2 separate regions of the Mus musculus genome follow, and region 1 is linked to region 2. Evidence: chromatin contacts called from public Micro-C data. All regions are on one chromosome and are shown on one strand. Each heading gives the region's core, a stretch centred on a gene start, on an enhancer-like site or on the middle of the called end of the contact. The rest is flanking DNA. Distances are from core to core; before and after follow the strand shown. Region 1 overlaps Tesc (tescalcin). Region 2 holds the start of Wsb2 (WD repeat and SOCS box-containing 2).

Region 1 (6,292 bases), core at 3,769-6,268, 680 kb after region 2:
TCCAAACGGTGCCACTCCCTGGTCCAAGAATATACAAACCATCACACAGACAAAACAGGTTTGGCTTAGAAAATTCCTTCCCTTGGTCACATAGATGCTGAACTGGAATCCAAAGCAGATCAACTAGGGAGGTGTCAAATGCAGGGGTGGGGTGGGGTGGAGCAGAAGGGAGGGAGGGAGGCAGGAACCCCAGAGGTAAAGGACAGAGTCTGCCTGAAGCCCCAGTGGTCCCCGGCATGCCCTGGAGAGGTCGGCATGTTACAGCCATATGTTGGTATACTGAGTTACCTTGGGTTTCAGGGCTGATAGCATAGGTTCTGAGTGATATGGAATGTTCAAAAACTTGCATGTTTGGTGGTGGTCAGTTAGATCTGAGTGGGAGTCACCCCCATCTGTCTCCTGGGGGCTTCCTGAGTGGCTCACATCTGTTTCCAAGAGGAACTAGTGTTGTCTGTGGGAGAACAGGTGGCAGTTGCTGGAGTTGCCAGCCTAGGGACCTGCAGTAATGAGTTTCCTGGTGCTCCTTCCCACCTGGCTGCCTTGCCCCATATGGGCATGCTATTTTGTTTTGAGCCGATGCCCCCACCCCCGGATGTAGCAGGGAGGTTAATCAGAGCTCAGGCATACAGCCGGCTGGATGACACAGACCAGACGGCTAGATGACAGGCCAGACAATGCCAGGCTCACAGATGAGCTCCTGTATCCCCAAAGCACTTTGGTCCCTGGTGCCTTAAGCTAAGGGATGTGGGGGTTTGCACATCTTTGAAAGATCCATTGCTGGAGGAAGAAGGTAGGCCAGGGCGAGAGGGAGGAGCAGGGGTACCAGACATCCTGTCACTTCCTCCAACTTCATCATTAATTCATAAAGCGAGAAGGTCGACTGGACATTTCCACCTGTGGCAGCCGGCACCTTATGCAGGAAGACAAAAAGGTCCTTTGTTGTCCCCGCAGCATGACCTTTGCGGACAGACATGCTGTCAGCAGTGGCCTTCCACTTGGGAGGCAACAGGAAGTGTTCAAGGCCATGCCAGCCAGGGCCTTAGAACCTCTAGAAGGGGAGGCAGGAGGCGGGGACATTGCTGATGAGACTGAGCCTCCCAGAGCCCCTTCAGGAGAAACCTGGCTGTGCCTCAAGGGCCTCTGTAGAAAATATCTTGCCACAGCTGGAAGAGGGTCCCCCAGCAAGTGTGGACTGAGCACCTATCTCAAATCCAGAGTGCTCCCAAATGCAAACTTCCTGAGCACTGGTGTGACACCCCAAGTGGAAAATTCCTCCCTGACAGCATATGACAGATGCGCTCAAGACACATGAAGGGAGACTTCGGTGGGGTTGGGGGAGACACAGTGATAGGGCAGGTGCCTAACTGGGAGACTTTTGGATCAATCTCCAATACCACAAAAACAAAGTAGATGCCCAAAAAACACATGCTGGGCAGTGGTGGCGCATGCCTTTAATCCTAGTATTATAGAGGCAGAGACAGGTGGATCTCTGTGGCTTTGAGGCCAGCCTGATCTACAGAGTGAGCTCTGGGACAGCCAGGGCTACACAGAGAAACCCTGTCTTGACCATCCAAAAATAAACACACACACACACACACAGTCTCAGTTCATTGCATGCCTGCCCCCAAATAATCCAGAACCAAGTAAAACCAGTGTGGTGATTCCAGGAATGAGAAGTGGAGGCAGGAGGATCAGAAGTTCAAGGTCATCCTCTGCTTCTTAGTGAGTCTGAGGCCAGTCAGAGATGCATACAACTCTACCTGGAAACAAACTATTATGTAAAATCACTTTGGTGTTTTAACTTGGCCCCCTCCCTATGATACCTCACCTGTAACAAAGTAAGACCTGAAACTTGCACAGTCCAAGGCTTTCAAATAGCTGTAATTACAACTTCTGCAGCTGGCCACATTCCAACATACACAGCATTTTAAATTATATTTATGTGTTCATGTCAGTGCTTATGTGGGTGCATACCCCACAGCACAGCCTTGGTGGCAAGAGCCTCCACCCTCTGAGCCATCTTTTGCTAGCCTTGCATGGCAACTTTTACACCCAAATTCCATAACGCCCTCACCTCTTATCTTTGGCATACCAAAAGTTTTACTTCTGAAGCCTGCAAGCTCAATAATTATCCTTTTGGACAAACATTTATTCTTGCAAAAACTATTCCTTGTGGATTTACTTTTCTTATTTAACACAGTTTCACATAGATTTCCCAGCAAGGGTCTGTGAATTATAAACTGAACTCTCTTCTGCTGGTGTCTACGATTGAACATTGGGCTGGGTATAAAATTTTAGCTTGCTAGGTGATCCCCTGCTCCCAGAGTTCTGTTCTGTTTTGGATTACTGTTGATAAATGAGGTTTTGTCTAATGGTTTTTTTTTTTTATATAAATGAACACTTTATTATATGTAAGTATACTGTAGCTGTCTTCAGACACTCCAGAAGAGGACACCAAGTCTTGTTACGGATGGTTGTGAGCCACCATGTGGTTGCTGGGATTTGAACTCTGGACCTTTGGGAGAGCAGTCGGATGCTCTTACCCACTGAGCCATCTCGCCAGCCCCTAATGGGTTTTTATTGTTGTTGTTGAAACCTATTTTCCCTCTGTTTTAAAATTTTGTATCAGTGTTTTTTTTTTTTATATGATCATGCCTGGGAATGGATTATGCTGTTCCTTTCTAAAAAGGATTCATGTCTTCTATCACAAAAGTTATTGCTTCCCTGTGAGTGTGAGTGATCTTACCTCTCAGTGGTTCCTGTTACAAATATGTTGGACCTTCTTGCTGTCTTCTGAACACCTCTTGACCTTTCTTTCTTGTTTTCTTCATTGCTCTGAGCCACACCCAGCATCATTTCCTCAGGCTTGCCTTTCAAATCACTAATTTTCTCTCCAGCTAAGTTGCAACCTTTATTCATTATGCTGGCTGATTTTATATCAACTTGATACAAACCAGAGTCCTCCAAGAGATCCTGCAGTAAGACATTTTCTTAATTAGTGATTGACGTTGGAGGGCCCCACCCATTGTGGGTGGAGCCTGGTCTGGTAGTCTTGCTGTAAGAAAACAGGCTGAGCAAGCCATGAGAAACAAGCCAGTAAGCAGCTTCCTCCGTGGTCTCTGCTTCAGCTCCTGACTCCAGGTTCCTGCCCTGTTTGAGTTCCTGGCGATGAACAGTGATTTGGAAGGAAGTGTAAGCCAAATAAGCCCTTTCCTCTCCACATTGCTTTCTTTGGTCAGGGTGTCTCATCGCAGCAGTAGAAACCCCTAAGATGCCAGCTAAAGTTTTAAAATTCTAATTGCATACAATTATGCTCATGCTGTAGTGTTCAAATATCCTGCTTTGATCTGTGTGATTTGGCCTGATGTGATGTGTGAGTTCAACTCCTGCCGGAGGCTGTCCCTCCCTCACACAGGGCTCCTGTTTGTCCTGAGCCACGGTAGTGATTTCCAGGGTGCTCTGCACTTTTTGTGTTAAGTATCCCAGGGTTCTGCCAGTTTGGGGCTGAGGTGGGGAGGTTTAGTGGAAAGCTTCCCTCTTCACTCTTCTCCCAGCAGAGGTGGGACCTCCTTCACTCTCCAGGATGGCAGAAACCTTGTCCTCTGACCCCCTGGAAATGAATGGCTATCCTTTTCACTTCAGTGTTCTGTGGGGCCCTTAAGCTTACCCAGACCCAAGGCCAGGTGGGTCCGCCATTATTGTCATCAGTGCTGTGGCCATTTTAACACTGTCTGGCAACTTCAGCTCATCACCTCGTGGGGGTCTCAGTCCCTGGTTGCTTCTGGCAAATAGATGTGACCTCCTCCCTCCCCCGGACAGGGTCTTGTCCCGCACCCCGAGCTGTCCTACTGGAGATCCTCCCGCCTCTGCCTCCTAAATGCTGGATTTACAGGTGTGTTCACCTAGGCCTTCCCTGTTCAGGGAAAGCTCTGCCTTCTGAGCTTAGCAGGTTATTGAGGTGGCTGCTGGGTTTCTCCAGCGGCCGCGTGTTTAGAGTGCCAGGTGGAGCCCGTGCTAGCTCTCAGAAGCCCGGCCAGGTTCTCTGATTTCATTCTGGTTGCGGTTGCACGTGAGGTTAAGTTCCTGCCTCTTGATTCAGCCTCAGATATGTTGGCTGCGAAGAGTTCTGAGGGCGAGGCTGAGCTGTCTCCTGGATGCTGCTGCATCACGCCCACTTTCTGAAATGTCTGCTTAGATGGAGCTGGACCCCGCCCTTCTGAACGGCTCCACTGTGATGCAGAAATGGAATGTGGCCCCCCCCCCACCGCCCCCAGCACATGGCAGGAATGAAGCAACCCTTCCAGAGCTGTGTGACCCTCGGGGAGCCACACTGCCTCTCTGATCCTGTCTCAACAGTCAAGTGGTGTGTGCTGCCTGCCCAGCCCTGGCTCAGCTCCCGCTGGAGGCAGGCTGTCACTCTCTCTATTCCAGCTATAAGGAGAATGTAAAGTGCAGAGTAAAGATGGAGGAAGACGGTGCGCTCCAACTGTGGCGCTCAGAGCTGCGCGCTCCCACTCTTAGAGCTCCCTGAATTGCTCAGCTCTCAGGATGTGTGGCAGGGGGAAGGCAATCCACCCGTCATGTTTACCCCACCCACCCCCATCCCCACCCCCAAGGATGTGTTCTGTACAGAAACAGCCCACAGTGTCCCCAGCAGGACCCTTGGTGCCCCAGGTGACAGTAGATGATGTGTCAGAGATGTTGGGCTGGACCATTTCTGCCTCGGGGCCGGTTTTTGCACCGGCCTGAAGTCTGTGTGAAGAGGGTCCGAGGGTCTGTGCTCCAGGTTGAATTTGAAAAAAAACAAAAAAACAAACAAAAAAAAAACCAAACCAAACCAAACAAAACACTTCAAAGAGGCCAGGTGCATCCTGGGTAGATTGTAAAGTCCATGGCAGCAGGGTGAGTGGGTATCAGGGCTGAAGCTGCCAAGGCAGCAGGTGGAGGAGGGGTGCTCACGAGAGAGGGCAGCTGGCCCAGGATCCCCTGCGAGGAGGCTCCCGGAAGCCCAGCCTCCCTCCCTCCCTCCCTAGCCACGAATTAGTCACTGCTGTGTCTGGAGCCCCAGGTGGCCTCCCTGTGGAGCTCAGAGCCAGCCGAACAGCCCTGAAGATTGGGGTTGCCTAGGGCATGCAGCAAGCCAGTCACAGCCAGGCTAACGGCTGTGGTTTCTCCATCCAGCTAAGTAGTCACTGATTTTGTTGTTGTTGTTTATTTGTCTTTTCAATTGAAGCCAAAGTTCATGTGACATAAAATTTACCATTTTAGGACAGGGAAGTGGCCCAGTCGGTAAAGTGCCACCTGTGAGGATCCAAGTTCGCGCTCCCTGGTACTTTATTCCCAGCACTGGGGATGCAGAATCGGGAGGAGCCCTGGGGCTCTGTGGCCAATCTGCTAGCAGGCTGAATCTGTGAAGCAGGTGCCCTGAGGGACCCTGGCTCAAAAACCAAGCTTGAGAGTGGCAGAGGAAAACACCAGATGTTGACCTCACCCCTTCCACAGGCCCCCATGTAAAACACAAGTGTACACACATAAACACACATGTACACACATGCACACACACATATACTCATACACATACATACATACATACACTCATACACTCACTCACACATACATACACACACATAACAAACACATGTACACACATGCACAAACACATACACTCACACACATATACACACATACATACTCACATAACACACTTCTACACACACATGTACACACTTAAACACACACATAACACACATACACACTTGTACACACACAGTCATACACATACATACATACACATACACTCACTAACACATACACTCACTAACACACTTGTACACACATATACACGCAATACACACATAAGCAGACACATGTATAATACATATACACATACACACATAAACACACACATACATACACTTACACATATAAACACACATACACACATAAGCACACACATACACACTCACCATTTTAATTACTGTGAAGTGAACGACTCGGTTGGGTTCAATGCATTTAGAGTTCTAAACCACCATCTCTGTTTCCAGATCATTCCATCACCCCCAATTAAACCCTGTACCCACCCATTATCCATTTTTACCCTCTCCTCCCGGACCTTGCCCAGCAAGAGTCTTTTTCCATTCCCATGGAGTCACCTGGTATGTCGCTTGACATATAGACTTGTGGACCAGGTGGCTTTGGTGCTGGCTATGACATTGTCAACACCCTGTGTGCCAGTGAGGGTCCCCACAGCCTCTCTTGATTGGGAACAAGAGAGTATGCCCATGTACTTCTT
Region 2 (6,430 bases), core at 310-2,809:
CATGTCCTCTTCTGTTTTCTTTGGAGACCTGGAAAGTATGTGCAGGCAAAACCACCCCTCCCACACAAGTATGCACACATGTATACACACACACACACACATGTACACACACACCCCTAGTGGTGACATACTAGGGACAATACCGTTGGCCTCCACAATATATTCACAAAGAACACTGATGAGAAAATGGTAGAGATGGGGGAAACATGACACGTTAAAAAGAACTGGGAAATAGTGGAAAGTTAAGTCTGGAGAATAGAATTGGGATCTAAGGCGATCAGGAAGGACATCAGAAATAAAACGGGAACCCCGGGGCTGAGTAAGGGTGAGGAACAAGCCATTAAAAAAAAATGCCTTTAGATATCGAGTGTGTTAAGGGAGGCTGTTAAGTAAGAATGAAGAACGAGAAAGGGGACAGGGAGGTAGAAAACGTGTGTGTGTGTGTGTGTGTGTGTGTGTCCTCAAAACAGACAACTGATAAACCGCGGGTATCTTCTAGGAGACCTGAGAACTGGGTCATGAATAGTGTGCCTGGACTAAACGCTAAGTGGAAGAGAGACGCATACAAAGCAAGAATGTAGAAGCAAGGTTCCTACCGTTCCAGCTCAAAAAACATGGGAGAGCAGACTTAAACCCATCACTTTTCCTTCCCTGGCTCCACATTACAAAGAGATCTATGACTCAAAAGGGAAGGAAATGGGGACATTGAACTTGGAGAAAAAAAAGTCCAGGCTGGAAACAGGAAAAGGGACTGGAGCGACCTTGAGTGTGGGTGGTGGGTGGGGTGGTGACAGGACACTACCAGGGGATTACAGAGCCCATGAGAAAGTCCAAAGCCAAGGAACAACTACAGGAACTACTTAAAACCCCTTTTCTCCTACCCTGGCTCCAAGTTAAATCCACCCGACACAAACAGGACCAGGACCCGAGGCACTAGCATCTGAGGACACGAAGAGGGAAATCTCGGGGTGTGTGGGGGTTAACCTTGACCTCCTCTCCCCTTAGTTCCTCCCCCTTGGCTTTCCCAGCATCCCTCCCGCTGGGGCCGTTGTCAAGGCCAGCATTTCAGCTCCCGCTGGGATCCCCAGTTCCCTGCCCCCCAGCCAGCATCATGACCCGGGCAGCTTCCCTGAGCCTCGAGCGAGCGAGCAGTCCCTTAGGTTTCTCCACGACACCCCCAGCCCTTGCCCGCCCCACCCCCATCTCTACTCGCTCCAATTTTAGGTTTCCACTTTGGATGCTCTCGGAGACCCCCAACCCCATCCTGCCCGGGGCTCCCCTGCCCCCTTCTCTGTCTGCTCTGCCCAGTGTTCCCCCCCACCTCGGGTCCCCTTAGCCCCGCTTCCTCCGGGCTCCGCGTCCCTTTAGTCCGGCGTTCCCTCCCCCCCCCCGCTCCCCGCCCCCCGCCTCCCGCCTCCGTCCCCACAGCTCGGCGTCCCCCTCGAAGCTCCGCGTCCCGCGCCCGCCGCCCACTCCGCCTCCGCCCCCGCATCCCCAGCGTTTCCCCTGCGAGCTCTCCGCCCCGGCCCCGGCCCCGCCCCCGCCGGCCGCCATGTGACGGGAAGCAGCTGATGGCCTCTGCGGGCGGCAGCGGCGGCGGCATTGGCGGCGGTGGTGGCGGCGGCGGGCGCGGCCGCGGCGGGGCGGGCGCGGAATGAAGGCCCACGGCCCTGGGGGCTGAGGCGCCCGCCGCCTGGGGCGGGCCGCGCGTCCTCATGGAGGCCGGAGGTGAGTGCGGCCGCGGCGGGGCGGCGACCGAGGCGGGGAGGGCAGCTTTGTTTCACTTTCGCTGTCAGCTGCGGCAGCCGGCCTCCTGCCACCGCGGGGACCGGCCGCCGTCCCTGAGCGAGCCCACTGGACTGGGATGGCTCCAGAGTCCCCGGGTCGCCTGCGCCATGGCCGGGCTTCTGGCCTCAGCGCCCATCGCGGCTCGGTAGTAGCTGCGGCCGCTGGGTGGGTGCCTGGGAACGGGGTGGGGCCCCGGACACTGCCCCGGGGTGACACGTAGGTCCCGACACCCTAGTGGGTGAGGTCCACAGCTGTCACCACGAAAGCTCAAAGTGAGAGCACGGGATGAACTTGCTGGCCGCCTGGAAAAGCGCAGAGATGCTAGGGATGGCTAGACCTGCAGCCCCTCGGGGCTTCTCCCTGGAGGGCTCTTGTCCCAGCGTCCTGATCACGGAATAGTAGCGTGGGTTGGGGACCTGGGGGAGGGGGCTGTCGCCACACTCCAGGGTCCCCAAATACCGGAGCTGAAAGACAGATTCCGTAGGGGGATTTTAAGAGTCAAGGCCTAGGGCTCAGACTTGTTCCGGTGAAGTTGAAGCTTCACCCAGGTCTGGAGGACTCGGATGCACCAGAGGGCTGGCAGGGCCGGATGGGGTTGTTGGAAAGGCAGGTGTTCCCTGGGGTGGTGTCCCCTTTGCATTTAGGAAATGACATTTCTTTGTTTGCAGGAGCCAGGCTTTCAGGGAAAGGTGTCGCGGCAGCTCCTCTCCCGGGTTTCCATCTAGATTAAAACCTTTCAGTATCTTCCCTATAGAATTCTGTTTAAATGGCCCCTACTGTTTTCTTCTGTGACTCTTTTTATAGCTTCCGTTTTCGTTTCCATTGATGCCTCAAAGTTGTATCTCAAAGCAATCTGTGACCAGACCACCTCCCCCCCCCCACACACACACTTTTTTTTTAAACCGGAATCTTTTCCAGTGCAGAGTTTTTCCCTAGTGATTGACGTCTGTGTGGTAGGCGGTGGGCAGAGCTGTTGGGAGCTACCAAGCTACTGTTAAAAAGGCCAGACACTAGGCCAGAGTTTTACTCTCTTTTCAAACTGAATAATGTCTATTGTAAAAGGATTACAGTAGAAAACAGTAGAACGGTGGTTACAATTAATTTATTCATTCAACAAATATTTATTATCTGGTATGTGCCGGGCACCCTCTGGGTCCTTGCTGGCCCAGAGTAATATAATAGCAATATGTAATTTAAACGTAGACACATTAAAAAAAGGCAACAGTTGAAATTAAAAAGGATAACGTATCTAAAATATTTCAAGTTTAATTTATGCCATGAAACAAAAATTATAGGAATGTTTTGGAGACGGAAGAATTTTTCTGTGTGGGCGTTTTAACTGCCAGTTTGTCTGCACCACGTGCTGCGTGCAGTGCCTGAGGGGGCCAGAAGAGGGCGTCGGAGCCTTTGTACCAAGTTACAAAGAGTTGTGAGCCTCCAGGTGGTTCTGGGGATGGAACAGCAAAGCGGCTCCTATGCAGCTGTAACAGCTGAGCCATCGTTACCGCTAAGGCTTTACAGTGTGGTGTGTGCTTTATAATTTTTAAAAACTATTCTTAGATTTACTTTTTTATATTTTATGTGTGTGTTTTGCCTGCATGGATGTCTGCACAATGCATGCACCTGGTGCCTGCAGAGGCCAGAAGAAGGCATCAGATCCCTCGAAACAGGAGTTACAGACAATTGTGAGCTACCATTTGGGTACTGGAAATCCAGCGCAGGTTCCTCTGCTAGAGTAACGAGTGCTTTTAACTGCTGAGCCATCTCTCCAGTTCCATGTATTATATTCTTAAAGATTGATTTGTTTATTTCATGCATGTGAGTACACTCTAGCTGTCTTCAGACACACCAGAAGAGGACATCCAATCCCATTACAGATGGTTGTGAGCCACCATGTGGGTGGGTGCTGGGAATTGAACTCAGGACCTCCGGAAGAGCAGTCAGTGCTCTTAACCACTGAGCCATCTCTCCAGCCCCGTATTATAGTCTTAATAGACTTCCACAGTTCAGGGGTTCAGTAACTGCTTATGGCTGGTGACTAGTGACAGACAGGCAAGGTGGTTTGAGGAGGAAATAGACCCCAGATGCATGCTAACCACAAACTCAACCCAGAATTCCCTAGTGTAAAGAAAGCTAAATGACTAAAGCTAAAGGACAGCGACTTAGTCACCCTGCTGAGTTAGCAATGTCACCAAGAAGGTGACATGGACACAGAGCGCTGATTATTATGATGGAGCAGCCAGTCAAAACTCTCCAAGCTGGCCTGGAGAGACCAGAGTTCAGCCATTAAAAGCTAGGCTCACAGCCAAAAAATATGAGAGTTTGGTTCCCAGCACCCACGGCTGGGCAGTCTCTCCAGCCACCAAAACCAACCAACCATCCAAACAAATCTCTCCAAGCTGACAGCTCAGCCTAGCAATGCAAAGATCCCTCGGCAGGAGGAAGGATTACCAAGCTTGCTGCCAGCCATGCTCCTGCCTCCACCTCTGTTAAAGGGGCTTTCCTTGTGTGGAAGAGGCTTTGATAATCCTCCTCCCGTTCTGCCTGTTGTACACATCCCTTGTTTAGTTGGGAAACCTGGAAGGGTTAGGGAAATGTCGGTCAAAGGTTACAGAATCTCCTTTAGCTAGGACAGTGACTACAGTTAATAACAGTTAGGTACTTGGAAACTGCTGACAGGTTTTTAAGAGAGTCCTCCCCGAGAAAAATGCGGAGAATGTGAAGGGGTGCGTACGCTCATTAGCTTAATTGAGCCCTCCTCTCCCTGTATGTTGGCTTTCCCACTTATCCGTACGTCACGTGGTGTCCAGAAAGTATGCGGGGCGTATTAATTTACCAAAGTCCTGACCCAGCCGCGGCGGGCCATGCAGGTACTGTCTCAGATGAAGCTGGATCCTCCCAGTTCTGCTTGGTTTGTTTGGAAGTGCTGTACGAATTACAGTTTTGTTTTCCAGTTGCCAAGTTTAGTTTGGGCCCAGACTCCAGGAGACTGGTGTCTTCTTTTAGAATCTAGATTCCTGACCTGAAATAGCAAAAGATGAAACCCCCCAGACCCCAGAAATAGAGTGTGAATTCTGGGCAGGGCTAGGGTTTGAGAATTCCAAATGAACAGTGGATGCCACATGCATCTTGGTAGTCCAATGGGCTCCACTTCCTGTGTATTTAAGAGGTATTGCATGTCTGTCACGAGTATCTCTTGGTAGCCTGACCGCTTGCTTTGGGAACAAACAGACAAGATTTGCTGCTGTGAGCAGACCTCCTAGTGCCTGGGGCGGGGCCGGGGGTGAGGCCGGAGGGGGGGGTGGGGGTGGGGGAGTGGTAATGACCTCAGTAGTCAGGAGTTCTAGAAAGGAATTAATGAGGAGTTGTGAAGGCCCTTGATTACTGCCTGGAGGGAGGAGTCCTTTGAGGCAGACACAATGAAGATAAGGTGCAGCCTTGGAGAGCTGGTGCAAAGTCCAGAGGTTGGAACTAACTGAGCTTAGTCAAAGGGGCCTGATCGTGCTGGAGCTGAGGGTAGGAACTGGGTAAGAGAGACTGCAAGCTAAGAAGTAAGAACAGATGAGAGGAGTCAGAGCAGGCCCCAGAGAGCAGTGAGAAGATTGCCTGGTAGGCCCGGCAACAGGTGCTGCTGGAGAGATTCAAGAAGTAGCCACGGGGCTGGAAAGGAAGGTTAGCGGAGGCTTTCGGAGACAGACTTGATGGGACTTGACTGTGAATTTGGTCTGGGCAGAGAAAGAAACAAGGGCTGAGCCTTTTATTTTGTGTAGAGCGTCATCCGTGCCATGCCATTGTTATCAGAGGAGAGGGCAATGTGTGTGTGGGAGGAAGTGAGTCAGGTGCAAGTGTGCCAGAGGGACACAGTTTTCCCAGCCTTATCATGTTGACACGAGGCCAGAACATGTTCATATCCACAAAGTAATGCTCATGCAGACATGTGTTTGCACATCTCTGGCAGGAGCCATGTGAGTCTATAAATACACACACACACATACACACACACACACACACACACATATACATACAGCAGTTTAGGCTTAATGGATTAAAACCTATATCTCCATTTTTTTCTTTATAAAGCCAAGATGTGATGTACTCAGATACTAATTGAAATCTTAATTTCTAGCAACATGTCTTATGAAATATGGTGTATCTGTTGGTTCGGTGAGATCACTCAGTGGGTTTTCAAAGCACTTGCCACAAAAATTGGTTTAGTCCTTCAAGCTCGTGGTAGACGGAGAGAAGCGGCTCCTGGCAACTGTTCCCAGTCCTCTTCCTACACATGCCCTGTGGCATTTGCTTCTGCCACCCATACACAGTCATGCAAATCCTTAAAGAGACACATCCAATTTCCTATTATATACATGGTAGAAAACATGTGCTTCATGTGTGAGTCATTACCTTCTGTTTCACCAGGATCATGCTAACCTTGGATTGCATGGATTATGTGACAGGTTATTTATTTTCCAGCCAGTGAAATGAGCCAGTTCAAGCCAGATTAGATTATATTAAAGGAAGGTTTATTGGGAAGCTGCCCTCCAGTGGGCGAGTTCACTGGCCCCAAGGATTGAGGGTGAGGGAGAAGAGAGAGACAGAGACACCCCAAAATGTCTGGATTATATAGAGAAGGGCAGTAATGATC

Evidence for each region. A called contact is a pair of places that touch in the nucleus more often than the background predicts.
Region 1: a Micro-C map of embryonic stem cells shows a contact between it and region 2, with 2.5 times the contacts expected there. The contact joins the enhancer-like site here to the promoter of Wsb2 in region 2. A contact is called at or near these places in 1 of 39 promoter capture datasets (the 3T3-L1 cell line), 2 of 484 Hi-C or Micro-C datasets (both in embryonic stem cells) and 1 of 115 datasets of contacts at active chromatin or transcription factors (embryonic stem cells).

The regions. Positions count from the first base shown.
Region 1 is chr5:118,032,938-118,039,229 of GRCm38.p6, forward strand. All of the region lies in intron 1 of Tesc (tescalcin), which reads left to right. Among named protein-coding and RNA genes, the nearest start is that of Tesc, 8.3 kb to the left of the region's middle. Within about 2 kb of position 5,019, at least 156 of the 459 cell types and tissues checked have an H3K27ac peak or open chromatin away from gene starts, as enhancers often do. A contact at or near this core is called in embryonic stem cells, where this site is marked.
Region 2 is chr5:117,355,746-117,362,175 of GRCm38.p6, forward strand. Wsb2 (WD repeat and SOCS box-containing 2) reads left to right here and starts at 1,560. Exons shown (of 9, transcript NM_021539.5): 1 at 1,560-1,728. The coding sequence starts at 1,716. It overlaps Gm42012 (a long non-coding RNA gene), which reads right to left and starts at 1,115. Exons shown (of 2, transcript XR_878716.2): 1 at 882-1,115; 2 at 1-28.